Linked DNA regions of Mus musculus: all the other regions are linked to region 4. A link is a contact called in public Hi-C, HiChIP or PLAC-seq and promoter capture Hi-C data. All regions are on one chromosome and are shown on one strand. Each heading gives the region's core, a stretch centred on a gene start, on an enhancer-like site or on the middle of the called end of the contact. The rest is flanking DNA. Distances are from core to core; before and after follow the strand shown.

Region 1 (4,468 bases), core at 49-2,548, 600 kb after region 4:
ACTGAGCCATCTCTCCAGCCCTAACTGTTTTTTTTTAAAGGTTAATAATGTCATGTGTTGGTTAGGAAGCAGAGAAACCTGAAGAAAGGCATGTAAGAAATGATCCACTCCAAGGCAGCCAGGACTGCCACTCAAAATATCTAGAAATGGTGAGGGCGGGGGGGTGCTCAGACTACATTGGAAGTGTTACCCAGATAACCTTCTAGGGGACAGAGATGTCTGTGCATCCCAGAGGTGTGTGTCATCATAGGGATCCATGCTCACAGCTACGTAGTTCCCCTTTCTTAATGGACATGTTCCATTCAATCCAGGGTGTGGGAACCGGGATGTGTACAGTGAGGCCCTGGCTCCTTCCTATGGCTGCCTTTGGCCCTTCATCCTGCCCCTGGGTTCATGCTGCAGCTCTGGACCAGGGGCCTTCATTCCCGTGCCCAGACCTGGCTGGGGAGAAATCAACCTAATCCAATGGAGAAAAGGAAAGACAGACAGACAGACAGACAGACAGACAGACAGACAGACAGACAGACAGACAGACAGCAGACAGGAAAGAGAGAGAGAGAGAGAGAGAGAGAGAGAGAGAGAGAGAGAGAGAGAGAGAGAGAGAGAGAGAAACGAGAGACAAAAAAGAACTGATAGGTCAGGACCCACAAGGCAGGGAGACCAGGCCACTCTGATTGCCCGGGCTGACTGCAATTAAAGCCTGTAATTGATTCCCTCGATGGGGGCCATTTCAATGCAGGGAATTAAGGTTTTCTTCCAAGATAGAAATAAAGATTAATTTGCAATTTCCTTCCTCGCTGCCCTTGTGAGAACAGCCCCTGCCTAAAGGAGCTCAGTCCTGCAGGAGGGCAGCAGACCTGGCCTCACGGACTGGGCCCCAGAGCAGCCTGGAGGGCTCCAGATCTGTGTGTACCAGGCTCAGATGGAGAGGCCCACCTGTGCCATGTCTTCAGACCAAAGCCTCTGAGGGTTTGAGCTTTGGCTTCTGACTAACCAGTGGCCTTGGGGGAGCAGTCTCGGCTTAGGGAAGAATCAGAATCAGCAGGGGCCCCACAGAAGAGTCAACTCCTCTGCAAGAAATGGCCAACAGGAGTGAGTGGAGAGCTGCAGGCTTTCCTGTCATGGGGCCCTTCCAACAGAGCCAACTGGGCCCAGGAAAGGCTTCCAAGGAGCACACATAAGCACTACAAAGGGGCCCTCATGCAGCCGGGACCTTCACAGCCCCCTGTGGTAGCCCTCTCCTGAAGGGGGTAGCCCTCTCCTGAAGAATTTAGGCTCCCTGTGTGCTTCCCAGAAGTCTCAGCCCAGCACCTTGAGATCAGCACAGCCCTCCATCCCTCAGAGTTCTCTGTTCCATTATGGGGCCTTGCAGTGTGTCTGGACCCCACCCTGTCACCTTATGTTGCTCAAGATCCATCTTGCTCAAGAATGGGTCCAAGGGGTTCCCATCTGTACACACTCTGAGGTTACTACCTAGGGGCTTGGCTCTCCTGACCGTTTTGGGGTGACTTGTGGGTGACTCAGTGACTAGGTGGTAGAAACAGATTATAAGAAGGTCTCACATCTCTCTGCAGCCTGGCCTGTCTCCCCATTGGCCTGTCTCCCTCTGCAGGTACAGAGGCCTGCTGCCCTCCTGAAATCTTCCCTGGCCCTCCTATGTTCCCTTGTGACCCACTAGGAAACCCATCCAAGTGTTCCCTCCTGCCCTGCCTTCAGCTCTTCCTCAGAGGATACTAAAGCCATCATAGAAATGAGAAAATGTCAGCACAACATGAAGACAGGCCCAGACCAGACTGTGACAGCTCTGCTGGGTCCTAACCCTACCTCTGTGACTGAAGAGCCATCTGGGCCCCATGTCCCTGGGCTGCACTGAGCCTTTTCATTCCAGGCCAGTGCTTCTGCTAACCCTGACTCCCCAGAACTCTGGGCTACAGAGAGGTCAGGAGCCAGGTCCCAGCTTCAGGATAACTATACAGGAAGCTGTAGGGGAAATGGTGCCTCAGTTTCCCTGAAGAGCACATACTCAGAAGGGTTCTAGCCTGAAGTGGGCTGGATGCTGCAGGCCTCTGTGTTCAGGCAGAAAGTCAGTTAGTGGTCCCTAGCAACAGAGGGTTACTAGGGGTTTAATGTGGAACAGCATAGCCAGCCACATTTTACACCAGAGGTGGGCCTTGAAGCCTGACCACCATGGATGGAGGTCAGCCTGGCCCCCACATTCTTTAAATTTTTTTAAACTGATAATTATACTGGAGTTTCCTGAGCTTTTGCCTGGGCTGGATTCAGTTGGTCCCCTAAGTAGCCCCTGTGTGAGCATTGGCCACCCCCAGGAAGAGTAGGCTGGGTCATCCCCCGTGGAGACCCAGCATACAAAACTGCCTGTGTGTTCAGCCTCAACAGACCTTCTGAGGGCAGTGTTAACGGGGAATCTGTGCTGCCCTCAGCAGCCAGAAGCCCCTAGTACCTTTGAGACTCTGGTTGGCTACATCCACCATGGCTGTCCTACAGATGCAGTAAGGCCTGCCTGGAGCAAGTGTCTCACCCTCTCTGGGCCCTAGCAACTGGAATTACTAATGGACCCCGTCCCAGTGGGTAGAGATATAAGTGAATGGGACCCACCACAGACACTCAAAAACTGTTCCACACCTAGTGCTGCAAAGCTGAAGATGTTTTACAAAGAGTTCTTGCCCCCAAATGGAAGCAGCCTGCTTTATTGACTGGTGACTATTAGCTGATGGACGGATGGCCGAATGTGACCTGCCCAGTTGGCAGAAAGCCCCAGGAGCACAGGTGAACCATGAAAGTACCGCAGCCTGGAATATCATGCAGTGTGTGTGTGAGCTGTCCAGAACAAGTGGGGAGATCAGAAGGTGATGCTGGAGGTAGTGGAAGGGGGTGCTGGGAGAGGGCTAAGTTTCTTTTCAGGGTGACAAGAATGTATTAGAATTTACTGAGGTAGTGTGCACTCAACTATGTGAACACATTAGGGCCCAGAGATTGGACACTCTGAACATTTTCACTGGTGTGTGTGTGTGTGTGTGTGTGTGTGTGTGTGTGTGTGTGTGTCCACACCCAACAGTGTGCCATGGTATAGGTACATGGAGACAACTTACAGGTTATTTATTCTCTCCTTACAATGTAAGTCCCAGAGATCAAACTCAGGCTGTCCGACTTGGTAGCAAGCAACCCTACCCACTGAGCCATCTTGCTGGCCCTGAAAAGTATTATGGGAATGGTGTCTCAATAAAGCTTTGAAAAACAAAAACAAAAACAGAGCTGGAGTGTAGCTCACTGACCAGCAAGGTTCTGGGCTCCTTCCAGGCACTGGAGAAAATGAAATAAGAACCGGGCTTAGTGCACACCTGTGAGGCCTGTGCTGAGGAGGCTGAGAGAGGAGCAGCCCTGTGAGGTTGAAGGCAGTCTGGGCTACAGAATGAGGAGGCCTTGTTTCAAAGAAAAGAAATTAACATAGAACCTAACAATCTTAGTCTTAGGTATACACCCAAGAGAACTGAAAACATATCCACATACAAACTCACATGTGGCTATCATGGCAATGTTTTTCACAGCCAGCTCCGGAGGCCAGCCCCCATATATCCATTAACAGGCAGGTAGATTTATGAAATATAATCTATCCACATAATGGAATATAATTTAACCATAAAGGTGTGATGTAGAGAAATGACGTAGTAAAGTGCTCGCGGTGAAACCGTGAGTACCTAAGTTCTGATTCCATGTACCCAGGTAAACAGATGGGCAAGGCAGCGTGTACCTGTAACACCAGTGCTGGGGAGGGCAGAGACAGAAAGAGAAGGAGCCTTGGAACTTGCTGGCCATCCAGTCTAGTGAAGTAAGGGAGCCCCAGTTTCAGTGAGTCTCTCTCTCTCTCTCTCTCTCTCTCTCTCTCTCTCTCTCTCTCTCTCTCTCTGCATATATATATATATCTGTCCAGAGTGTATATATATATATATATATATATATATATATATCCAGAGCTGGCTGAGCTAGGGTGAGTTTGTGATACCCAGGCTTGGGGCTCAGGCTAGCAATGGCTGCAGGCAGGCAGAGGCAGTCTAAGCCTGTGCTGGGTGGCTACACCACAGTGCTGTACCCCACCCCCCACCCCACCCTGTACCACTTAGTTCTGGGCTCACACAGTCCTGGCACCTGAGGCTTTGCGGCACCCTGCTCCCAGAGATGAGGCCTTGGGCATCTACAATGAAATGCTGGTCTTGCAGTAAGGTTGTTTTGTGGTTATTTAAATCTGTATCATTCTTACTGAGAAAAATGGCACAGCTGTACAAAAACACAGAGCCCCACACCTGCCCTGGCCTGCTGCAGAGCCTCCCATACCTGCCCTGGCCTGCTGCAGAGCCCCACACACCTGCCCTGACCTGCTGCAGAGCCCCCCCACACACACCTGCCCTGGTCTGCTGCAGAGCCTCCCACCCCCCAACACACACACACCTGC
Region 2 (4,448 bases), core at 142-2,641, 640 kb after region 4:
AGGACAAGTGACACAGCAGCCCCACCGGACAGGGCCCAGAAGGATTCCCCCACCCCCACCCCCGCCAAGACACTTGGAAATGGACCGAAACCCTACAGGTCCCAGACCCTCCCTAAGAAGTCCCTGCCTCCATCTTCTTAGGCCCGATTTCGCAGCTGCTCAGATTCCTGTGGATCCCACATCCGGGAAGCAGCAACAGGCCGTCCCCCCTCCAAGGCCTGGCCCGGGCGCCAGGCTTCCAGAAACCTCGGGGGCCAAAGCTCACCATGCGCCGGGCTGTAGGAAACGCGCGCGCGCGCGTGGGCCGGGTTGGCGTAGTAAGGGTTGCCCTGCGAGTCGAGATGGTTGAAGAAGACATCCACCTCGTCGGGAGGCAGCAGCTGTGCTGGCTCCATGTAGTTATGCGCCAGGCCCGGATGGTGCGAGTCGGGGTGCTGCGCATTCAATACGGCGGGGTGCGCCATCCAGCGAGGCTGCTCAGGCGCCACCTCCATGGTCCACTACTGTGTCTTGGGAACCAGGCGAAGGTGGGGCGGCCCTGGATAACAGAGGGAATGTGAAGGACACTGCCGCCTTCTGACACCCCCATTCCCAAAGTCTGTGTCTTGAGAGCAAAGACGTTCCATCGGAGCTTCACTGAGGACCAGTCCCGGGTGGAAGGAAAGCGCAAGGTTTAAAACGAAAGGAAGGTGAAGGAAGGGGTTCAGCCTCATACACTTGCAGGGAAACTCGCGTTCCCACAGACGCAACTCCACATACACGAGGTCACACACACGGATAGGTCCTGACATCGGTGACCCCCCCAAAACGCACGCGGAACTGAAATCAGGTTCTCACACCGTGCCCCTGTCCTCTGGGCACACAAACACATAAACTCTGACTAAAAGTTAGAGACAGTTGCCTAGACATCCACTCTGGGGCACACGCTCTCCCACGCCCCCGTAACACTTTGACAATATATACACAAACTAACCCCCAACACCCCGGGCCACCCCAAAAAACGCACCCGCAGTTCCTGGGGCTGCGAGCCGGTCCCCAATGCACTCTCTAGCAGTCAGCCAACCTCTCCCCAAAGCATAAGAACGTAATCGCCCACAGGAGATCCTGGTCTGAGCTCCACAGAGATCCCTCCAACCTAGGAATGTCCACAAGCCCCCTGAACCTCAAACTTACACTCGCAGCGGCGCGGGAAGGGGAGGGCTCAGCAGTAGAGAGTAAGAGACACCAGGAGAGCCCGGGTACGGCGGGCCCAGCGACAGCGCGTTCCAGGGCCGGCGGATTCACGGGATAGGGGTGGGGGACAGCGCGCGTCTCGGCCTCCGGCCCGCCCGGCTCCGGCCCCTCTGCATCCTCCGGCCGCCCTGGCGCCAGCTGCCGACTCCTGCACAGACGTGAAGCGGGGGCCGCGCACGCCTATGAAGCCGGCGCCAGCCAATCAGCGCCGCGCGCCGCCCAGCCTCCGCCCCCCCATTGGCTGCTCCCGCCGCTTTGGCCGCTGGACTTCGGGAATGACCCGCAAGCTGGCCTCCTAGGCTGCCTGGCCCCCTACCAGCGCCCTCTCTGCGGCCTCTGATGCCAACGCCCCCCCCCCCCAGGGGACCTTCGCCGTGGGCAGACCCTGCACCCCTCCGGCAGACGCTCAGGTCTTCCAACCTCTGCCCTCCCAGCAACTAGGCACGAATAGGGTCCCTGACTTCCCAGGAGCCGAGACGTGCACCTTCTGGGTATCTCTCTGCTGGGACCACAGCTTTCTACTCTCGGGCGGAGCCCCACCTCCACTGCTACGGACGACGGCCAGCCCAAATCCAACTGACTCCCCAAACTCTCTGTCCTTCTATCAGGGATAGCTGTGCAAGAGGCTGGTAGGATCCGCTGGACAACATGAGTCTAGGGATTGTGGACTTCTCTAGGGCACCCGAACTTTGAGCACTAAGACACTTGAGGCTGTGCTAGACCAATAATGGTCGCGGTCAAGCCAGTGGCCCAGGGAGGGGGAAGGGCTCCGGGCGGGGCCTTAGTAGACCACCAGGCTGAACTGCCTGGGGCGAGGCCGTGGAGCGGGAAACTGGCGCCAGAGTCGGCTGAAGGGAGACTCCCGGGGTATTAACCATATATATTTTTTCTTTCTAAGGGTCCCCGAGACGGTCTTTAGGGAGAGGGAAGCAATGTTGTGAGCACTTTTTCCCCAAAGTCACCTGGAGTTTTTCTCCACAACACCTCCATTCTGGAGAGACAAGTGAGTTCAGTGGCGAGTATACAAACCTAGCTCCCTCCCTGGCTATAGATGGGAGACCTAAACTCCAAGAGTCCAGAAAGAAGCTTGTGAGTCCAAGACTTTTAGGGGAATCTAGACAGGTGCGATGGATTGGCCAAGCTTGGAGCCCTCCACATAGCTCCTCTATCTTTGCAGGGACCGAAACCCCTAAAGAATAATTCCAGAGGAGTCCCAGGTTGGTCCCGAGCTGGGGAAAGGCTGGGGTCCCCGCCGCCCCCAAGGATGGGGGAGGGGCGGCAGGATTGACAGTCCGTAATTGGGTAACTGGAGGCGGCTTCTCCGGCCCGGCGGCCCCGCCACCGCGACGCCGGGCCCCTGACGTCACCCGATTCGCCAGGAAATGAACTTTTTAATAATCCAAGGAGGGTGGAAAGCCCTCGGTCCCCTCGGCTCGGGGGGCGCCCAGCCAGGAGGGCTCAGCTTCTCGGGCGCGCCCCCGTCACCCCCTCCCAGGTCCTCTGCGGACAGCGCTGAGGGGGCGCGCGCACGGCAGGGCCTCCTCTGGCCTCTGCGGCTGGCGTCCATCTGTCTGTCCGAGGCCCTGGAACAGGTAAAGGCCTGGGGCCCGGGGTGCAGAACTCCACTGGACCGGAAACCCGCGCCTCTTGCTCCCTGGCGCGGGGGGGGGGGGGTCCTGCTGTCCGCTGTATTCCCCGCGCCTCTGTGCTCCAGAGCCATCAGGGGCCCAGGAGGCTCGGGAGTCCGCGCCCAGCCGAGGCGGGAGGTCTAGCAAGAGGGATCCAGGGGCTAGAGGGGCGCGAGACCGCAGTGCCTCGGGGTCGGCTGGGCAGGTGGGTGGTCTCAGTGCCAGCCAGATTCGCGCTCCCACTGCGCGGTTCACTTAGGACCCGCTTTCGGGAAGGCTTTCTCGGCTTCTCCCAGCCTTTAGCCCATGATTCTCCATTAACGAGCAAGGCGAAATCGTCGTGGAGTTTCCAGATTGTTCTATGTCCCTGGAACCTAGCAGGAGATTCTAAAGGCCTCTCAAAGCCGGCGATAACCCCATTTTCGACAACGGTACCCCATGCGGCCGAATTCCATGGCCCTGCAGAGTTCTAGGAGGAGAACGCGGTGCGCAGAGGAAACTGCCCTGACCGAGTCGGCGCGGCGGCTGTCAAGGCGGGGGTCTCCGAGCAGATACCCTCCCCCTCGCCCGGAGCAGGTAATTTCCCTCTTTTCTCCCAAAGTCGCAATTAAAATTATCTCCCTGTTTGAACGAGATGGGGGTTGTCTTTTCCATGCCACATTGCGGACCGGGCAGCGTCCTGCCTGTCATAGAGGTGAAAATGGCCAAGCTTGGTGGGTTCCCACTCGAAACGAGAGCCCGGGGTTTCTCACGGTGCTGGCGCAGAGCGGAGTACAGAGGGGGATTTAATTACTCCGTTCGGCAGCTCAGAAAATCGCCATGCAACAAGGGCTTAACCGGGTGGTTAAGCTATGCTTGAGCCTGGGCCTCAGGAGACCCGCAACAGCCTAGCCTGCCCACAGACTGGGCATGGGAGAGGAGGAGGGTGGTCCTGCCAGGTCCTTTGAGGACCCAAGGTTGCCTTCTGGAAACTGCAAGCAACCAGCCAGCTGGGCCGAGCCCCTGCTGAGGTTGGAGTCCCTGCGTCTGATGCGGGTCTGCTGGGTTTTCCAGCAGGAACTAACCCGTCTGAAAGGGAAAATTGCAGGCTAGGATAGCAGAGCACTGAGTTGGCGAATAGAGGGGAGCCTGTGCTGATGCTGATGAACGTGTGTGAATCAGGTAGATCCACAAAGCCAAGAAGCCACTACTAGGCCAAAAATGAACCACCACTAAAAAGTCCAAACAAACAACAGGGAGGTCCGAGTCAGTTCCCAAGATGGCTTAGATTCGATTTTCCCCAACCCCACCGCCCCCCCCCAACGAAAGCAGATTTATTTCAACTTACAAACGCCCACTCTGAGGTTCCTAAGATACCTTCAGGTGGACACTTGCCTTTTAAATGTTTTGTTGTTGTTGTTGTTGTTGTTCATTTTGGAGCATACCCAGAGCTCTTCTCTGAACTAAATTGTCCTTTTCCTTCCACGGAGACCAGAGGGAGCTTGGCTCCCAAACGAAAATTTCTAACCACCATTTGTGCCTGTCTGTGTGTGTGTGAGAGAGAGAGAACTGGAAGTGTTTACAGAGAGGGGACAGTGCAAGGGGTGC
Region 3 (4,440 bases), core at 281-2,780, 580 kb after region 4:
GAAGGATTCTTTGCTAATACTACACCGTGTATCAGTCCAATTTACACTGCATAGTTGAGCTGCATTTGTCAGGACTCTATGGACTCAGGCTGATTGGATGCATGTGCTGAGGCAAGACCTGTGCTGAGGCGAGGCACGTGGAGGACACATGATGTTTGGAGGGTGTAAATAGGACTCCACGGAGTGATGGAGACAGAGCTTGGCTTGCAGGTACAGCTAGCTATACAATGCTTATGGGTCTCACATCTTTGCGATCTTCGATTCCCTAAGAAAGGCACAGCTGAGAACTTTTCCTGGTGTTCCTCTGGGTCCCTCCTGCTGACTGGAGCCGAGGCTGAGGCCTAACTCTCTCTGCTAGGTCATATCACCACTGTTGCTAACCCGACTCTACAGAACTGGACTGCTAATGTATCCATGAAGTGTTTGTGAGTGGATCGAGCTGCCACTGCCAACCTATGAACTGAACTGCTGGTTTCCAGACAACACAGACAAGAGTTACTCTAAAGAACCTTTCTAAACAGGTCCCCTTCCCCCATGTCCTTTCTTTTCCACTACCTCTTGTGGGTGGTAGGCTACAAGGGAGGTTAAAGCGTTTAAGAACCATCATTAAAAATAAGGTTTGAAAAAAATTAAAGTTGCACCTAGCCTTGGCAGTTATGGCAGGAAAGCAGGCTGGAGTGTCAGTGTCCCAATGAGACATACCACTTCAAGCCACAGCCAGGTCTGAGATACTCCCTAGAGGCTACACAGGTATAGCCAATCATCTTACACAGAGCATTGACTGTGTGATTAGACACCCTGGGTGGCAGGCAAATGGCGATGAGGGATAAGCTGTCAGCCCGCAGCTTCAGGAGCATAGATGTGGACCATGCTGCCATGCCACCCCTGCCCTTCATCTGCCAGCCACAGAGGACAGTATATCGGTCACCTGGGCTTGTTTTTCCCTCTGCTCTGGCAGCAGAGCTGATACAGTAATCAGGATGCCACATATGGGCCCTGGAAAATGACTGCTCCTGAGCCTTTGTTCAGTCTCATTATTCTCTATGGCTTTTTCCCCCAAGTCATAAAAATGACGTTTTTAATATGTGGATTTTTTTTAAAAAAGAAAAAGAAAAAGCAATATGAAGGTAATATGAAGATGACTTTTATTGTCAATAGCTCTACCTTTTAAACCAGTTATCGTAATTTCTGCTCTAGGTATTTTAATTGAAGATTAACTTATGTTAAAGAGTGTACATGTGGAGGGTGAGAGCATTAAAATTCTGCCTTCCTGAGTGGTGGGGGAAAATACTTCTTGGGAAGCCATCAGGACCCTGCCCTCAACCCCTCCGGCATTAGGGCTGCCTTTCCTTAATCTTTCCCACTTACCAGGAAAATATAGGTCCTCAGAACCTGTAGATTGGAGCAGACCACACCATAGCCAGCACTGCCCCTAAGCACAAGGAAGGGAAGGTGGAAGAGGTGTACAAAGTGTTGAAGGCATTGATCTAAATGAGGAAGTCCACCCTGTGGTCCTGGGCAACTTCCTGAGTGTCTCTGGCCCTCAGTTTCCTGGCATATGAATGGTCTAGAAGTGGCTGCAGTTAAGGTATGACTGTCTGGAACATAGTCACCATGCAGTGAGCATTTTCTCTGACTGGCCCAGAGATCTGTTGACAGTGGGGCACTAACTAAGCTTTCTGTGGCCAGTAAGATGGTCTTCCTTCAAGGTCCCTCTAGGTAGCACTTAGCTAATTTCAAAACAACTTTCCCCACATGGGGACACCCAGCAGCCCTCAGATGCAGCCAAACAACATTTCCCCATGGTGACCCAGAGTGTAGAAGCCTAATTCCCAAAAGTCTCTGTAGAGATGTCCTGAAGCCTAGACCTCCCTGGTGACAGTAAAGCAGTAAAGGATCTGGCCTGCCTTGAGCACCAGGCTGCAGTGGGCACTTCATAAGCACAGCCCTGGACCATAGCTGTGAGCCCTTACCTGCCTGGGTAGTGGCTCACCTGTGGGATACCCATGTGGCACTGGCTAGGTAAGAGGACATGTGAGGGGATGCTGGAATGGCAGTATCAGAAGTGACATGAGATTAACATCCCATGGACCCATTAAATAGGAGGTATTCAGCCACCAGCACACTTCTTGCAACCCTGCCCTGCAGAGACCACTCATCTCTCTCCCTTTTTCATTCTTACTACCTACCCACCCCACTTAGCTTGGTCATGGTTCTATCCCACTCCCAACACACCTCAGCTCTGTGCCCATGCTGCCCCACTGCCCTCTCACCCCGTCCATCCAACACCATGGCCCACTGCCTAAAAGGTGTGGGCATCCCCACCTGGCAACTCTGATTGAGCCTGAGGGGAGGGGACAGATAGATCTGGGACTCCCTCCTTATCCTCGCCCCAAAGGGCTCCAAGTCTGGGTGGATATGGCCAGCAGAGTTGGAAGAGCTCCTGTTTTCCAGGACTCCCCCTTCCTCATCTGCTGCTGCAGTCAGAAGCTATGCTCCTCACCCCCAGCCTCTGTGGGTTTAGAGGCTGTCTGGAACAGAACCATACTCAGGAACCCTTCTGCTGGTTCCAGGCAAGCTGAAAGGACTAATATGGCCTTGCTGAAGTCTCAGAGGAAAGTTCAGGGCCTTGATCCCAGGAGGAAGACTACCAAGGTACAACACTCCTCTTATTGAAAGTCTAGGCAGAAGGCACTAAGGCAGTTGCCATAATCAATCCAGTGAGGGAGCCCAGCAGAGACTGGAACTGAGGCAGCTGAAGCATGAGAAAGGTTCTGTAGGAGGCAGGCAATGTGGTACCTAGGCATTATAGACCATCTGAGCACATGTGGGGATCTAGAGATTTCTTCAGGAGAGGCTGAACTGGGAGAGATGGTTAAGATTTGTTCTAAAAGGATTTTGGACAGCACAGAGGTGAATAAGCAGAGAGGGGCTTGCAACAGTGACTGGGAAGTTCACATAGACTAAACCATGGCCCAATCAACAGGACCTGCACTGAAGAGGCCCTGGAACCTTTAAGGAGCATATGTTAGCCCTCACTGTGCACAGGGGCTTGGGGTAGGATTGCCAGAAAGTCCAGGGTTCCATGTTGCACATGAAGTGCCTCCTTGTCAGTGAGGACCTGGACCTGGGGATGTCTTAGTGCCAACACATGCTTCAAGGAGCTGCAGTTACCTCATGGGGTGGCAACCTCTCAGGATCAAGTAGTAGGAAGCTGGCCTTAGGTGGTTGACAGCTCAATGGCTGACAGAAAATGTCTCCCTAGGCTGCCCTCCATAGGCAAAGCCTCCATCTGAGTCTCAAGACCAAGTCATTTCCTGTCTGGATTAGAGTGATTTTGGTTTTCTTTTTTAGAAAGCTTATACATACTATGCCATTTTTCCTCCGCACACACCCCTATCTCCAAAGTACCTCAATCTCCAAAGCTGGGCTGCATTGCGTCTTCAGTTAACTTGGTGCGGGAATATCTCTGCAAAGGGTCCTTTTTTGTTTTTGAAGAATTCATTGTTGTTGCTAAGAAGCTTAATATAAATTAAAGAAGGAATTAGGCAACATTAAGACATCAAAATGGGCATGCAGGGCCCGTTGCCTCTGTTTCCTCCCAATCAAAGAGGTATGCGAGCCATCAAGTGTGCTCCAGAGCCTCAGAGGGACTTGGTTCTGTGGTTACACAGCCTGCCTGCCACCCCCTCCCCTAATTCCTTTTGTTACTGGGACAGCAGAATACAGTTCTGCTTCTTTCTTTAAAAAAAAATTAATCACCTTATCTCTTTAAAGCAAATTGCATCTTTGTTTACATACATGACCGTTGCAGAGAAGGAAAGAGGGAAAGCAGGGAGCTGGTACCACAGCTGGCAGGGATAGGCTTGTGAGTCTGTGAGCACAGGGCCTCACCTAAACACACAGCAGGTAGACGCAGTCACTCCCACACAAGTTCAGAGGGAGCCCAGGAGGAAGTGGATTTCTCTCCCCAGATCTGTCCTTCTGCCTGTCCCCAGCCAGGTGAGGAGCTGATGACAGTCTGTTGTGGCAGACAGGAGAACCACATTCAGATTCAGCTTCATCACACAGCTCAATGGAGAACATACACCTTGGCTCACCTCATCTGGACCCCTGCAAATCCTGTGTAACAGAAGCCTCCTGTCTATCAGATGTTACTGTCAGACCAGCCCAAGCCTTATAGCCAGCACCCTGACTCCACCCAATTAGCTTCTACCTTTGCCAGCAGCAGCAGCAGGCCCCTGTGCAGAAGCACGTCACTTCTGCTCAGAGTTCTGTTGAGCATGGCCCCGTGTCTTGTCCAGCTACAAGCCTGTTGAACTTGGACCCTGTGGCTATCCAGCTGCCAGCCCAGCAGTCCTTACCAGGATGCTGCCCCAGGAAAACCCCTAAGCCCATTCCCCCTCTGCCCTGCTTCTACAGCCCCCTGATAGCTGATGT
Region 4 (3,995 bases), core at 982-3,481:
GAAAGGGAAGAAGCTAGAGACCCCAGCTGTGGGCTGCAGTTGGCATCCCCACAGAGGTTCCAGGGATGCGGGGCCTAGCATGGATGGCTAGGGTGACATTACCTTATGCCTAAAGATGAAGCTTGCTTCAGGCCTCTGCCTTTGGTGAACTCAAGTCTCCCAGATGCCATGTTGCTTTGTGAAACTGATGGGGACAGGGGTGGGGCCCCATCTATTTGGGCCGTGACTGTCATCACGTCTCAGTGATGTGCAGGGCCAGAATTGGTGCATTCAAAGTTGTGTTGGTGTAGAAACACAGTGAGGAAGTGAAGGAGCCAAGAATGTGGACCCTGGGAGAGGCTTGGAAGTGTTCTTGGATGAACCAGTAGGGACAGAATGGTATGCCCCTCTATGCAGGTCCAGGCCCCAGGGCTGTCAGGGGCTCTAACTCACCCTTGGAATGTTAGCTCTTAGGGCTTTCCTGATACCCCCACTCTTAGATTGGCATCCAGAACTACTCCACCACCAGCAGCTGCCAGGCACGAGCCACCCAGGTGCGCAGTGACTACGGGACGCTCTTTGTAGTGCTGGTGATCATTGGTGTCATCTGCTTCATCATCATTGTGCTTGGCCTACTCTACAATTGTTGGCAGCGCCGGATGCCCAAGCTCAAACACGTGGTGAGTAGGCCAGGGAGGGCTTAGGACTGTAGGGCAGAGTGTGGCTAGTATCACCCAGTGCTACCCAAGAGCCTCACCTAGAAACCTGTACCAACTCAGTTGTGCTCAGTGCCACCATCTACCCTCTCTGAGCCTGGTCTTCGAGGAGATACACAGTGAGGGGGAGTTAAGTCTCACCAAGGGATCCCTCCTCTCCTCCAGCTCTTCCTAACCCCAGTGCCCCATTCTGCAAGGCTTGAGAGCAGCTGCTCCCCTCAGTCCTAGAAGCCAAAGGCTCCTGCAACCTGCACAAGAGAAAGGGGGCAGGCCCTGCACATTCTGCCCTATCTCGTATGCTTTGAGTGGGCTGTCTCATGTATAATGCGCTGTTGGAAGGGATCAAGTGACACCAAGGGGGTCACAGGGTTTACCTGCAGAGGTTTAGGTTTGAGTTGCAGGCACTTGTATCCTGGGCCCCAAGGGAGTAGTACCCTGGGGGCTTGGCGTGGCCAACCACTGTGCGCGCCTAGCGCTCTCTCCTGCTGCTGCAGTCGCACGGTGAGGAGCTGCGCTTCGTGGAGAACGGCTGCCACGACAATCCCACGCTGGACGTGGCCAGCGACAGCCAGTCGGAGATGCAGGAGAAGCAGCCCAGCCTGAACGGTGGGGCCATCAACGGCCCGAGCAGCTGGAGCGCGCTCATGGGCAGCAAACGCGACCCTGAGGACTCGGACGTGTTCGAGGAGGACACTCACCTGTGAGCGCCGGGCCACGGGCGCGAGACTGCCCGACGCCACGGCCCCGCGCCCCTCCCGGTCCTCCACGCGGACCACTATGCTTCCCCACCGCAGCAGGCGACCGCGGCGCAGCTCCCACCCCGCCCTGCCCGGCCCCGAGCGCTTGCCCGAGGCCAGCGCGCTCCCCGCGCCAGGACTCCATTAAAGCCGCTAAGACGCGCGGGCCGCTCCGCCTCCACGCCTGTTTTTTGCCTTCCGAGGGCTGCACTCCGGGGAGTGGGTGGGATGGGCCTGGAGGAGTAGGTGGGGCAAGGGAGGCTGGCTGGGCGTGGCCAAGGACGGGTGGGCTGGGAATTTCATGGAGTTTGTGGGCGTGGTTAGGGATATGTGGGCGGAGGGTAGGGAGTATAAGGTCATCTGGGTGGAACCAGGCCGGGTGGGCTGAGCCTGAAGTAGGCTGGGAAAAGTCCTGGTGGGCGAGGCCTCGGCCTGATGTGCGGGACCTGAACCGAGCTAGACTCAGGACTGACAAGCGTTCCAAGCCTGTGGGAGGTGCTGTTTTCAGAACGGATCCCAAGAAATGTGGGCGGGGCCTGCAGCGAACTGCTCTTCCGGTGAAGCTCTTCTGAGGAGGCGGGGTCTTGGTAGTGAGCTATTCTTCGGGCGAGTGGGCGGAACCTGGGGGAATTGAGTTGTCCTCTAGACGGGTGGGCGGGGTGAAGGCTAGAAGTCCCCAGAGGCTAAGTGGGCGTGGTTAAGGTTACTGGGTGCGGCCTTGGGGAGCGGCCTTCTGGATGCGAGGGCGGGGTTCGGGCCGGACGGTCCTCCGGGCGGCAGGCGCCGCTGCGGAGTCGCAGGCGGGCATAGCTAGGCCGTGCCGCGAGGGGCGGGGCGGTGAGTGTTTACATCCGGCCGGGCACAGACGACTCCCGAGATCACTCGGCCGGGGGTCCAGTCTCTTTCGCCATGGATACCAGCGACTTGTTTGCCAGCTGCAGGAAAGGGGACGTGGGCCGTGTGCGGTGAGAACCTGAAGTGCAGGAGGCGGGCAGGCGTCCGCAGGGCTTATCGGGCACGGGTGTGGGGTTGGGCGCCGTGGGGCTCCCGAAGCTGACCGAGTCAGGGAGATCGGGCTCTAGGTCCCTTACTTAGCTCGGTGCAGGGAAACGACTCCTCTCCGTGGAGGTTCCAAGAGGCGCAGGCGCCGCTGGTGCAGCCAGTTACCAGCCTGGCGCCGAGACCGTGATCTCCGTGGGCAGGCAGGGAAGAGAAGGATCCTGACCCTTTTCTTTGATAGACTCCTTTCTCCCATGGCCCTTCCTTCCAAGTCCCCTGGTCCTCAACAGATGTGACCAAGCTGCAGCTCTCTCCGACACCAGATGCCACCTCAGAGTTAATGATCCGTCCCTCAATTTGAATGCAGCTCTGAGAGTTCAGGTCTTGCCTCAGATAGCCTCCTTGGGCTGCCATGTCCCAGTGATCGCTTTCTGGTTCATGACCTCTTCTCCTCAACATTTTATCAATTGTTTTTTCCACTTCTTCCATAGATCTGTTCTGTTCCCCTCCTTCCCCGCCCCCAGTGCCTGCATCAGCTTTCTTCTGACTTCCCTGCCATTGGCTCCCCAGGCTGAATTAGGGGCCCCATCACCTTCTCTCTCCCAGATATTAAAAGACCAAATTCTCAGCCTTCTGAACCTGGGGCTTGGCCTCTGTCCATGAAGCCATCACCCAACTCACAGTTGCAGACCCTTGCAGACCTGTGTAGTCCCAGGCCTTACCCTTCTCAGAGGCATTCCCTAGCCCAGAGAGATGTGGCCTCCTTCCCCTTCCTGGTTGTCTCTCTCCCAGATGAGAAGCAATTCTGACCCAGGCTTTGAACTTCCTGCCCAGGTACCTGCTGGAGCAGCGAGACGTGGAGGTGAACGTGCGGGATAAGTGGGACAGCACCCCTTTGTGAGTGTGAGCGGTGGGGTAGCTGGGTGGGCAGGGTGGGCCTACCCTACTGACAGCTTCCCCCTTTCCTAGGTACTATGCCTGCCTCTGTGGGCATGAGGAGTTGGTGCGCTACCTGTTGGCTAATGGTGAGAGAGGGTCAGGGTCTGCCTGTAAGCTCTGAGACCTTGCTCCATGTTTGTATGCACCCTTGATTTCTTGTTAACTCCCTAAAGTCAACACATAGTACTCTCTAACCCTCTATCCACTTTCTCACGTTACCCTTGACACCCAGGCCAGTTCTGGGGCTGTCTCCTGTACTGTACCACCATTGGTCTGCTAAACTGACTCTCTGATCTCCATATTTGCAGGCAGGAGGATCTTTCCACAGCAAAGCTGATGGGAGTGTTTGGGATAAAAGCACGTGGGCATGGTTGCCCACACCTGCAATTAAATTATTGGGAGAGAGAAAAGTCGAGACAGGGATTATCTTAAGTTCAAAGCTAGTCAGGGCTACATTGTGAGACCCACTCTGACCTCCTCTCACTTTGCCTTCCTTGGGTCTCCCACCTGCTGGCTGCCCCACTAGACCTACCCATCTCCTACCTCAGGGTCTTCTCAGTTGCAGTACTTCCTGCTTAGACTGGAGTTCCTTCCTAGATCTATGCATCTCCCGCTTCTTTCAAGT
Region 5 (4,004 bases), core at 844-3,343, 680 kb after region 4:
TTTCATCTTTTTTTCTTCTTTACTGTTTTCCTTTGTACAAATTGTAACATTTGAATACAGTATAAGCCCAGCAGTACATTATGTATTATACACACTATTTTATACAATTGCTTAAGTTCAAATGAAGAGGAATTTTCATCTGTACTTACCGTATTTGAATTTTAATTACATTAAGTATAATGCTACTTCTACTTAAATGGCTTCATTACTTAACGAGTTCTCTGGCTTTTGCTTTGTGAGTCTTGCTCACTGTCTGCAGTCTCCTGGGTCTAGCCTCAAGCACTTCCTTCATTTTTTTTCTCCTAAGATGCGTCTGCTACCCAAAGATCATCTCAGGGTTGTGTGGAAATGTCTTTAGCTTGACTCTCATCTCACTTAAGGTTCAGGGTTGCCTGTAGCCTCTGTCTGTTCCCCTCATCCTGTCCTCCCCACCCTGCCCCCGTGGCAGGAAGAGCTAGGGAAGTTTTCAGTAGTAACTGTAGAAAATACTTGTCTTCGCTTCTGTTGTACAAATGCCGATGTGCTTCGACTCCTCAGAGTCCTCTCCATTCTCTTTATGGGCTATGTAAAACCACCCATCAAGCTACCTTCACAGTCACTAATTCTTTCCTCAACCACTTTAAAACCTACCTAGAATTTGTGATTTTACGTTTTCATCTTGCTTGTGTTTTTCTTTTTAATTTATTAATTTTTTATTTATTAATTTATTTTTAATTTATTAACGTGTGTCTTGTTTGGGTTCCCGCAGAGGCCAGAAGAGGGTGTTAGATGCCCTGGAGCTGAAGTCACAGGCAGTTGTGAGCCATCCGATGTGGGTGGGTGCTGGGAACCAAACTCTGATCCTCCAGAAGAGCAGCAAATGCTTTTACTCACTGGAGCATCTCTCCAGCCTGGGAGACACCCTGTCGTCTGTGTCTTTCAGTTTCACAATATCCTCTTGTTTGTTTCAAGGGCTGGGATTTAAACCAGAGCCTCATGCAAAGCCCTGGTTCTATTACTGACAGTTGGTCCAGCTCTCTGTTTGCTTTTGAAAAAATATTTCCTGTGTGCTCATTGGCATTCCCTATTAATGTGACATTGTCTCATGCATGCATTCCTGACATCTTTAATTGTGTTTTCCTTAGAGAGAGAGAGAGAGAGAGAGAGAGAGAGAGAGTGTGTGTGTGTGTGTGTTGTGTTATAGGGCAGCATCTTATCTGTTAAATTCTGAGCACAGGCCCAAAGAGCTTCTCTTTGTTGCCTCCATTTTCCATTTCCTTATGCTTCTTGTTGAGGCAGCTCTGAGGGACAACCTTCTTGCCCTTCAGCTCAGGACCAGCACTTGTTTGCTCTAGAGTTTGGGGGTGCGGGGGCAAGGCTTCATACTGGCAATGTCACCTTGCCACCCCCATGGCCGCCTTGGTCATGCCCAAGGTTCCTTTGGAGGGACCCTGGCAAGTCTCTTTCTCGTCATTTCCTAACCACATGGAGGGCACTGGGATGACAGAGGGCACTGGGGTGACAACACTGCTGGCTTCAGCAATGATCTGGGTTCGAACTGCTCCACATTCTGACCCAGTCAAACGCAGGCTCCTCTGGAGTCATGGTCTGTGCTTTTGTGTGTGTGTGTGTGTGTTTAAGTTACCTTTGCCCTCATCCCACTGTCCCCTCACCTTCAGCTTCCAGGAAGCAAGAGACGCTCCAGGGTGAGAAGCTGGAGACGCGTCTTTGTTCCCTGGGGCCCCGGGTCAGCGGATGCTCTATGACTTGGTGAGTCAGCAGAAGGCATCTCCTGTCACCAAGTGGGTTCTTGTCTTGCCCTCTCCAAGAATAGACTAGGCAGAGAGCAAAAAGTTCAAAGGAAGGTACTTTGTTGCTAACTCAGGATTTAACAACTGAAAAAGGTGAAACTGATTGCCAGACCGGCTGGGGAGTCTTGAAGCATAGAGTCCAATCCTCCGCCAGAGCCGGGAACCAGCAACCTGGCCCTGAAGAATTGAAGCCTCAGACAACCCAAATTTAGAGAAACAAGCTGGCTTTCATTGACTGAATGTGAGCACACAAATAAGGAGGGACTTCGGAACACTCAGAAAAGAACTGTCAGTGTTACCTGTGCCCTCAGTTGCTATGGTAACTTTGAAGGCTTGCTGCTTTCCCACCTTGGGGCTCTGGTCATCAATTTCCTTCAGCTCAGGTTTTTCAGCTGCTGCTGTTTTGATTGACATCTGTCAGTCAGTAAGTCATTCTTTGCCTTCTGGGCTTGAGTTCCCTGGTCATATAGTGAGGGGTAAGTTATATATTAGTGATCAGGCCCAGCTCTATCTTGGAGCTGTATCTGCCATGACCTATCCACCTCTGCACTTCTCAAATATACAACTCTTGTTTGTTTGTTTGTTTCTTGACACTGTGCCTCTGTGTAGTCCTGGCTGCCGTGGAGCTCACTCCGTAGACCTTAAGCCCAGAGAGGCCCCTGCCTCTGTCTACCGAGGTGTGGCCTGTCTTTTACACACAGTATTATTTAAGGATTTTCTGTTCCTTGCAGAAAATCTCATTTTCATTAATACGCCATCCAAAAACCTCCTTTTGGAGAGTGGTGTGCAGTGAACCAGACGGACTCCATCAAGCTCCGTGGCCATTTTTTTTCAAGATCAAAATGTTTGTTTCTGCTTTCTATAAAACTTAAGTTTCTACATCTTCGAATGTAACCATAACTTGAACCTTCCTGGAATTTGACTTGCTCGGTGCCTGACTGATTCTTGACCTTCTCCCACCCTCATAAGATAAGTCCCTCTACCAAATAATTTTGAGATGTTCTGTCAAGTTCCTATACAACCAAAATTCCTCTGGAAATCCCCCAGCCCTAGAAGAATCCTTAGTTGCCTGGGAGTGGTTGCACATGCCGTTGACCCTGGAACTTGGGAGGCAGAGGCAGGCAGATGTCTGCATTTGAGGCCAGTCTGGCTTACAGAGTGAGTTCCAGGACAGCCATGGCTACACAGAGAAACCTTGCCTTGAAAAACAAAACAGGGACTGGACTGGGTAAGAGCACTGACTGTTCTTCCAAAGGTCCTGAGTTCAAATCCCAGAAACCACATGGCTCATAACCATCTGTAATGAGATCTGACGCCCTCTTCTGGTGCATCTGAAGACAGCTACTTAGACATAATAATAAATCTTTGGGCCCGAGCGAGTTGGGCAGACCAGAGTGAGCAGAGGTCCTGAATTCAAATTCCCAGCAACCACATGATGGCTCATAACCATCAGTACAGTTACAGTTACATAAAATAAATCCTTTAAAAAAGGAAAGAAAAACAAAGCAAAACAAAGAACCAAACCAAACAAAAACCTCAACCTTAGTCTTACATTTTTTGAGCTACATAAACCCCACTTTCTCCTGTGCTCCATGCTGTTCTTTCAAACCCCACTTTAGGGAGGCAGCCCTTTCTGACAGAAAACAAAACTTGTTTAACTTGACTAAAAAATGTGTTTGGTGGGATTACCATGTAGGCTGGGGTTACCTGGAGTCAGCTGACTACTTGCCATCAATGAGTTCGATGCAGAGCTTCTCTGTGGGGATGAAAGGCATCGTTTCTCATCTGAGTGGCTATGAGCTCAGGAGGCAGAGGGACATGCTTGCTGCATCTCACCATCACAGGCCCTGTCCTCTTTTCTGGCTTCTTGTTCTTAGAGAAGACAAGCCCTTTCTTGCCAAAGTGACATTGTGAAATGTCAGGGATACTCTTTCAAGCAGTACCCATTCATAATGCTTGAGGGCTTTACAGCTGCAGGGTACCCTGGGAACCCCTGCACTCAGGAAGCTGGAAGGATGATGGATGGATGGAAGGATGGATGGTTCAAGGAGGATGATAGGTTCAAGGAACAGCTGAGGTTGCAAAATAAAAATGAAAATGGACTTTACAGCGTGACTCCAGACACCTGCCCTGCTCCCGTTACTTCCGTGCCTATCCACTTCGCTTGCACAGTACTTCAGATGTGTTGTTACTTCTTGTGAAATTCCCACGGGA
Region 6 (3,912 bases), core at 958-3,457, 710 kb before region 4:
GGTGACACTCCGTTGCCCAGGGGCCTTGGCTGTTCACAGGTATAGCATCCCTGTGGTGGTCACACAAGGTGGCCAGGGATGGCAGGAAAGCCTGCACCCTGTCTGAGCTGTTTGACCCAGGGTTCCTGCTCAGGTCCCCGACTTCCCAAATATACACAGTGGTTTTGGGCCTGCAGGCTGCTTCCTTTCCCAGGCACACTCAGTCTTCCAAACTCTTTGCTTTCTCCCCTTTGCTTACCTCCTATTTCTCTTCAAGTGCTGGGGTGATGTGTCAGCCCTTCTGACCAGAGCCAGGACTCACAGTTCTGGGTGTACTGCATGGGAGCCAGTTGGCCTGCTAGACTGCTGATATCTGTGGGACAGATCCCCCCATTCTTACTGTGACAGAAGATAACAGGATGACAAACCCTCAACAACAGTGACCCCTGGGTCCTGATAGCCAGGACAGCAGGGGGGCTCTACAACAGCATTCCTGATTCTCTTTCCAGATCCATCACTGAGCCTTCCTACATTCTAGGGGCGTCTTTTTCTGGACTGCATCTCAAGTCAGAAACTGTGTTCACTTTCTCCTTCTTGCCCCACCAACTTCCTTTCTGGCTTTCTCCAAGGCCTGCAATGGTTCTAACCTTGAGCATTTCTCCTGTCTGACAAGTTTGTGTTGAGAACTGCTTCTGCATGTTGTTTTATCCTCTAGGCCTGCCACATATGACTGTTCAGCCTGGGTGTTTCAGTTAGATGCTCCTCCACACCTGGGCCTAGCTCCTGAGGGTTGTGAGAGACCTTGAGAGTCTAGAAAGATCACCTTTCCTGGCATCCCATTGCAAAGACTCTCTGCCACACCAGCCACACACACCTTTCCCTAGCCCCTTCCTAGCTTCTAAGTCTTTGCTTCTGAGGTACCTTGCCTTCAAGTGACCTGGGTTGGATCCTGGACCTAGTCGCTTCCTCCTCCCCAGAGCCCCATTCTTTATACTTAGTACCCTTTCTGAAGACGATAGCCTTTCCTAAGCAGCCCTTCTAGGTTCCTCCCTCCTCTTCCTGTCCCTTTATCACGGAGGGTGGTGGAGGTGCGGTGGTAAAGCTGTGATCTCACTTCTCAGACAGTTTGGCTTCTACTTCCATGAATGCCTCCTCAGATGTCTCTATGATCTTTCCAACAAATCTGTCCATTGAGTTTCACTGTCCTCACATGGATTTCTGTTATTTCCTCTGCTGCAGCTGTCTATCTGGGCTTTGTTGTCTTAGTGTGTTGGACATGCATTATTGACATAGAACCTGCTCTGCTGTGGCCTAGACTCCCCTTGGAAAAGCAGACATCAAACAAGCAAACACTCTTGAGCTACAAACTGAGCTAAGAGAGATGCTAGTGAGGTGGACAATGCTTAGTGAGAGTAGCAATAAGGACCTAATGTAGGTTGAGGTGTGCAAGAGGCTTCTCTGAGAAACTGACACTTGGACCAAGCCTGAGGGTCAGTAGGACTTAGACTGAGGGAGGAGGGGGAGAGGTCTGAGGATGAGGAGCGGCAGCACTGCAGTCAAGGTCAGAGGAGGAGAACTCGTTGACAAGCCTGGGGTCATAAGCTGAGAAAGCTGTGACTTAAAAGGGGCAAGCAAGGGAGTCCTCAAGTCACAAGATTTCTCAAGCAGAGGGGACAGTCAGGGTTGGAGATAGGAGGGAGCTTATGGTAGGTCTTTATCAAGGTGGAGGAGGGCTCAGAGTGGAGGAGGCAAGATCAGTGGGAGGCTCACCACCATCCCAGGGAAAGTTGTGATGATCAGACAGGACACTGATTGTCTTGGAGGACTGAGTAGATAGGCAGGATATTGACTGGGAGCCCAGCAGCACAGTGAGTGACACAAGTAGAAAGACCCAGCACCCTTTTCCATAGCTCGGTGGTCTGGGCTCGTAGGGTTTCCAGCCTCAGCATGTGTGGCTTCCAGGTGGTTGCTCCAGCTCTCCCTGATGGGGAGGGGGGCCTGGTGAGATCACGGCCAGTTTAAAAGCAAGAACAGAACTGAGCACACCATTTCTAGACATGTCCTGTTGGCTGGACGGTCCTGTGGCCTCTCTCAGCTATAAGCTGTTTAGGAATTGTGTCTAACTGTCGTCAAGCTGAAGCTCTGTCACAGTGGAGGAGGGAGGCATGGCTGTTGGGGACAGATGGAAATTCTCACTCTCTGCTGTTGCCTCCTCACTGCCCCACCCTCAGTGACTCCCACATTCATCTTGTTCTGAACTCTGTGTGGCTTCTGTTCTCTAGGAGCCATTAGGAACTGTGCTGGCCACGGTGACGAATACTTGAGAGATACAGTTGAAAGGGAGGTACCGCTTGCTTGGGCTCATGGTTTCAGAACTCTCTGCTCATAGCTGGCTATATTTCTGGCAGTGAGGAGGCAGGTGGAAGGACATGGCAAAGCTAAGTTGCTCATCTCATCCTGGCTAGGAAGCAAAGGGAGGCAGAGGGGCCCCGGACATTGACGTATACTAGGTCTGTGCAACCCTTTACCAGACATACTCGATCTGGGTTCCTATCTTCCTCTCGGGAGCACCTCTTGTGTCCACAGTGAGCCACTTCCTATGGCCATGGAAAGTATTTTCTAAGAAGTTCATGTCCTGAAATCTCTGGAAGGAGCAGCATAGAAGGGCATTTGGAATTGGTGTGCCTACTCCATGAATTTCCTTTCCTGTACTGCCATAGGGCAGGTGTGAGCAGGGAAGCTGCTGTCTGCTCTTGGGAAAAGTTGGGAAGGAGGACAGACTCATAAACTGACTTCTTTCTGCTTTTCACTCTGACTCCTGGGTAACTGTTTTCTCAAAAGTTTGGCTTATTGCACAGCTTGGGAGAATCCCACTGAATCTTGGGAATGAGGTCACACTGCTGTACATCCACCCCCAACCTCTCTCGGGTCTGGCCCCTCTCTGTCGTGCTTATTGAGCAGAGTCCACTAGGTGGCAGTCCTGGGCCACTTGTTGGTGGGGACGATTGAAATGCTGCAAAAGACCCAGTGGGATGGAGAGCAAGGGTCCTCTTGCCCAAATGCCTTTTAGTGGGTCTGTAACTGCTGATTCTAGAGACACTGAACCTGGTTAGGAAGCCAGAGATGCCTTTTCTTCTGGCAGACTCTCCACCTCTCTCCTAGCCTTTGATTTTGCTAACTCTACTCTCCTGTTGTGGCTGCCCTAGGCTTGCTGCAGTTCAAGAGACCAAGTGGTGCCCCTGAGAATCAGAGAAGGAGATCTTCCAGCCCCTGTAATGCACTGGCTGGAGGATGGGCTCCCTCTTCTTGCTGTGGTTTGCTTCTTTCCGAGGATGTTGCTGGTGGCAGCTTGGCTTGAGTCCAGAGCAATAGAGGCACAGTTGGGCTTAGATGGGGGGGCAGGGTGAGAAATGCTGAGGTTTGAGGAGGGATGGTCTGGGTCATTCCCTTATCAACCATAGGTTACTGTTTTCTCAGGCTGTGTAGTCCAGGCTGCTCATAGCCTAATGCCTCAAATTAGGGTGGGATTAAGGGTGGCTCTGTGGACTTTGTCCTCAGACAGATGGTTAGGAGACAGAGGGTTCCTTGCACCATCTTCTCTAAGAGCTGGTGACATCCTTCAAGCGCCTTTTCTTGGCGTCTTTGCACAAAACAAGCAGATTCTGACTTTCTTGTAGGCGGATGGACTGCCAGTTTTGGCAGCAAGGGAGATTTTTTTTTCAAGGCCCGGAGAAGACATGGAGGGAACTCAGCTAACCTAGCGGTGACTTGAACTGTGGTGAATAGCCATTAGGTTAAAGGATCCTAATGCTGGCTCCCAGTACAGCCACTGCTGCTCATTTCTCTGAAGAAGCCAGGGTCTAGTGGCAAGAGTCCTATTCTTCTGTGTCCTTCTGGAGAGTCTCCAGGAGGATGACATGGCAAGATCATCTG

The links. Promoter capture Hi-C pulls out the DNA fragments that hold promoters and counts their contacts. Hi-C and Micro-C count contacts between places; a contact is called where the count stands out from the background. HiChIP or PLAC-seq counts read pairs in DNA pulled down with a chosen protein or histone mark.
Region 1: a Hi-C map of the G1E-ER4 cell line shows a contact between it and region 4, with 2.3 times the contacts expected there. The contact joins the enhancer-like site here to the promoter of Abtb1 in region 4. A contact is called at or near these places in 1 of 39 promoter capture datasets (the 3T3-L1 cell line), 2 of 15 datasets of contacts at CTCF or cohesin (the NIH/3T3 cell line and large pre-B cells), 3 of 484 Hi-C or Micro-C datasets (all in the G1E-ER4 cell line), 3 of 115 datasets of contacts at active chromatin or transcription factors (all in embryonic stem cells) and 1 of 9 other capture datasets (embryonic stem cells).
Region 2: a contact with region 4 is called in a promoter capture Hi-C map of embryonic stem cells, with 7 times the contacts expected there. The contact joins the promoter of Gata2 here to the promoter of Abtb1 in region 4. A contact is called at or near these places in 14 of 39 promoter capture datasets (the 3T3-L1 cell line, cranial neural crest, embryonic stem cells and 7 more), 3 of 15 datasets of contacts at CTCF or cohesin (embryonic stem cells, large pre-B cells and pro-B cells), 39 of 484 Hi-C or Micro-C datasets (B cells, the Ba/F3 cell line, CD4 T cells and 18 more), 27 of 115 datasets of contacts at active chromatin or transcription factors (the NIH/3T3 cell line, acute myeloid leukemia, astrocytes and 13 more) and 2 of 9 other capture datasets (adipose tissue and embryonic stem cells).
Region 3: an H3K27ac HiChIP or PLAC-seq map of acute myeloid leukemia shows a contact between it and region 4, with 2.6 times the contacts expected there. The contact joins the enhancer-like site here to the promoter of Abtb1 in region 4. A contact is called at or near these places in 1 of 39 promoter capture datasets (the 3T3-L1 cell line), 1 of 15 datasets of contacts at CTCF or cohesin (the NIH/3T3 cell line), 1 of 484 Hi-C or Micro-C datasets (the G1E-ER4 cell line) and 2 of 115 datasets of contacts at active chromatin or transcription factors (acute myeloid leukemia and fetal liver).
Region 5: a contact with region 4 is called in a promoter capture Hi-C map of trophoblast stem cells, with 4 times the contacts expected there. The contact joins the enhancer-like site here to the promoter of Abtb1 in region 4. A contact is called at or near these places in 6 of 39 promoter capture datasets (cranial neural crest, embryonic stem cells, frontonasal cranial neural crest and 3 more), 2 of 15 datasets of contacts at CTCF or cohesin (the NIH/3T3 cell line and large pre-B cells), 12 of 115 datasets of contacts at active chromatin or transcription factors (astrocytes, embryonic stem cells, large pre-B cells and 2 more) and 1 of 9 other capture datasets (pancreatic islet).
Region 6: a promoter capture Hi-C map of hippocampal neurons shows a contact between it and region 4, with 2.6 times the contacts expected there. The contact joins the enhancer-like site here to the promoter of Abtb1 in region 4. A contact is called at or near these places in 1 of 39 promoter capture datasets (hippocampal neurons), 1 of 15 datasets of contacts at CTCF or cohesin (the NIH/3T3 cell line), 1 of 484 Hi-C or Micro-C datasets (cerebellum) and 3 of 9 other capture datasets (adipose tissue, embryonic stem cells and pancreatic islet).

The regions. Positions count from the first base shown.
Region 1 is chr6:88,243,356-88,247,823 of GRCm38.p6, reverse strand. No RefSeq gene overlaps it. Among named protein-coding and RNA genes, the nearest start is that of Dnajb8, 23 kb to the right of the region's middle. Within about 2 kb of position 1,298, at least 5 of the 459 cell types and tissues checked have an H3K27ac peak or open chromatin away from gene starts, as enhancers often do. A contact at or near this core is called in the G1E-ER4 cell line, where this site is marked.
Region 2 is chr6:88,195,607-88,200,054 of GRCm38.p6, reverse strand. It overlaps Gata2 (GATA binding protein 2), which reads right to left and starts at 1,391. Exons shown (of 6, transcript NM_008090.5): 1 at 1,174-1,391; 2 at 266-538. The coding sequence starts at 494. It overlaps Gm38708 (a long non-coding RNA gene), which reads left to right and starts at 2,672. Exons shown (of 4, transcript XR_001785312.2): 1 at 2,672-3,437.
Region 3 is chr6:88,262,636-88,267,075 of GRCm38.p6, reverse strand. The region is part of intron 6 of Eefsec (eukaryotic elongation factor, selenocysteine-tRNA-specific); the gene reads left to right. Among named protein-coding and RNA genes, the nearest start is that of Dnajb8, 43 kb to the right of the region's middle. Within about 2 kb of position 1,530, at least 11 of the 459 cell types and tissues checked have an H3K27ac peak or open chromatin away from gene starts, as enhancers often do. A contact at or near this core is called in the G1E-ER4 cell line and acute myeloid leukemia, where this site is marked.
Region 4 is chr6:88,840,171-88,844,165 of GRCm38.p6, reverse strand. It overlaps Abtb1 (ankyrin repeat and BTB (POZ) domain containing 1), which reads left to right and starts at 2,231. Exons shown (of 12, transcript NM_030251.3): 1 at 2,231-2,397; 2 at 3,266-3,328; 3 at 3,401-3,456. The coding sequence starts at 2,342. Podxl2 (podocalyxin-like 2) reads left to right here. Exons shown (of 8, transcript NM_001347327.2): 7 at 480-659; 8 at 1,190-1,609. The coding sequence ends at 1,399. It overlaps Gm15612 (predicted gene 15612), which reads right to left and starts at 1,312. Exons shown (of 3, transcript NR_045880.1): 1 at 1,070-1,312; 2 at 103-685.
Region 5 is chr6:88,159,145-88,163,148 of GRCm38.p6, reverse strand. All of the region lies in intron 2 of Gm38708 (a long non-coding RNA gene), which reads left to right. Among named protein-coding and RNA genes, the nearest start is that of Gm38856, 8.8 kb to the right of the region's middle. Within about 2 kb of position 2,093, at least 4 of the 459 cell types and tissues checked have an H3K27ac peak or open chromatin away from gene starts, as enhancers often do. A contact at or near this core is called in trophoblast stem cells, where this site is marked.
Region 6 is chr6:89,552,531-89,556,442 of GRCm38.p6, reverse strand. All of the region lies in intron 4 of Chchd6 (coiled-coil-helix-coiled-coil-helix domain containing 6), which reads left to right. Among named protein-coding and RNA genes, the nearest start is that of Chchd6, 41 kb to the left of the region's middle. Within about 2 kb of position 2,207, at least 38 of the 459 cell types and tissues checked have an H3K27ac peak or open chromatin away from gene starts, as enhancers often do. A contact at or near this core is called in cerebellum and hippocampal neurons, where this site is marked.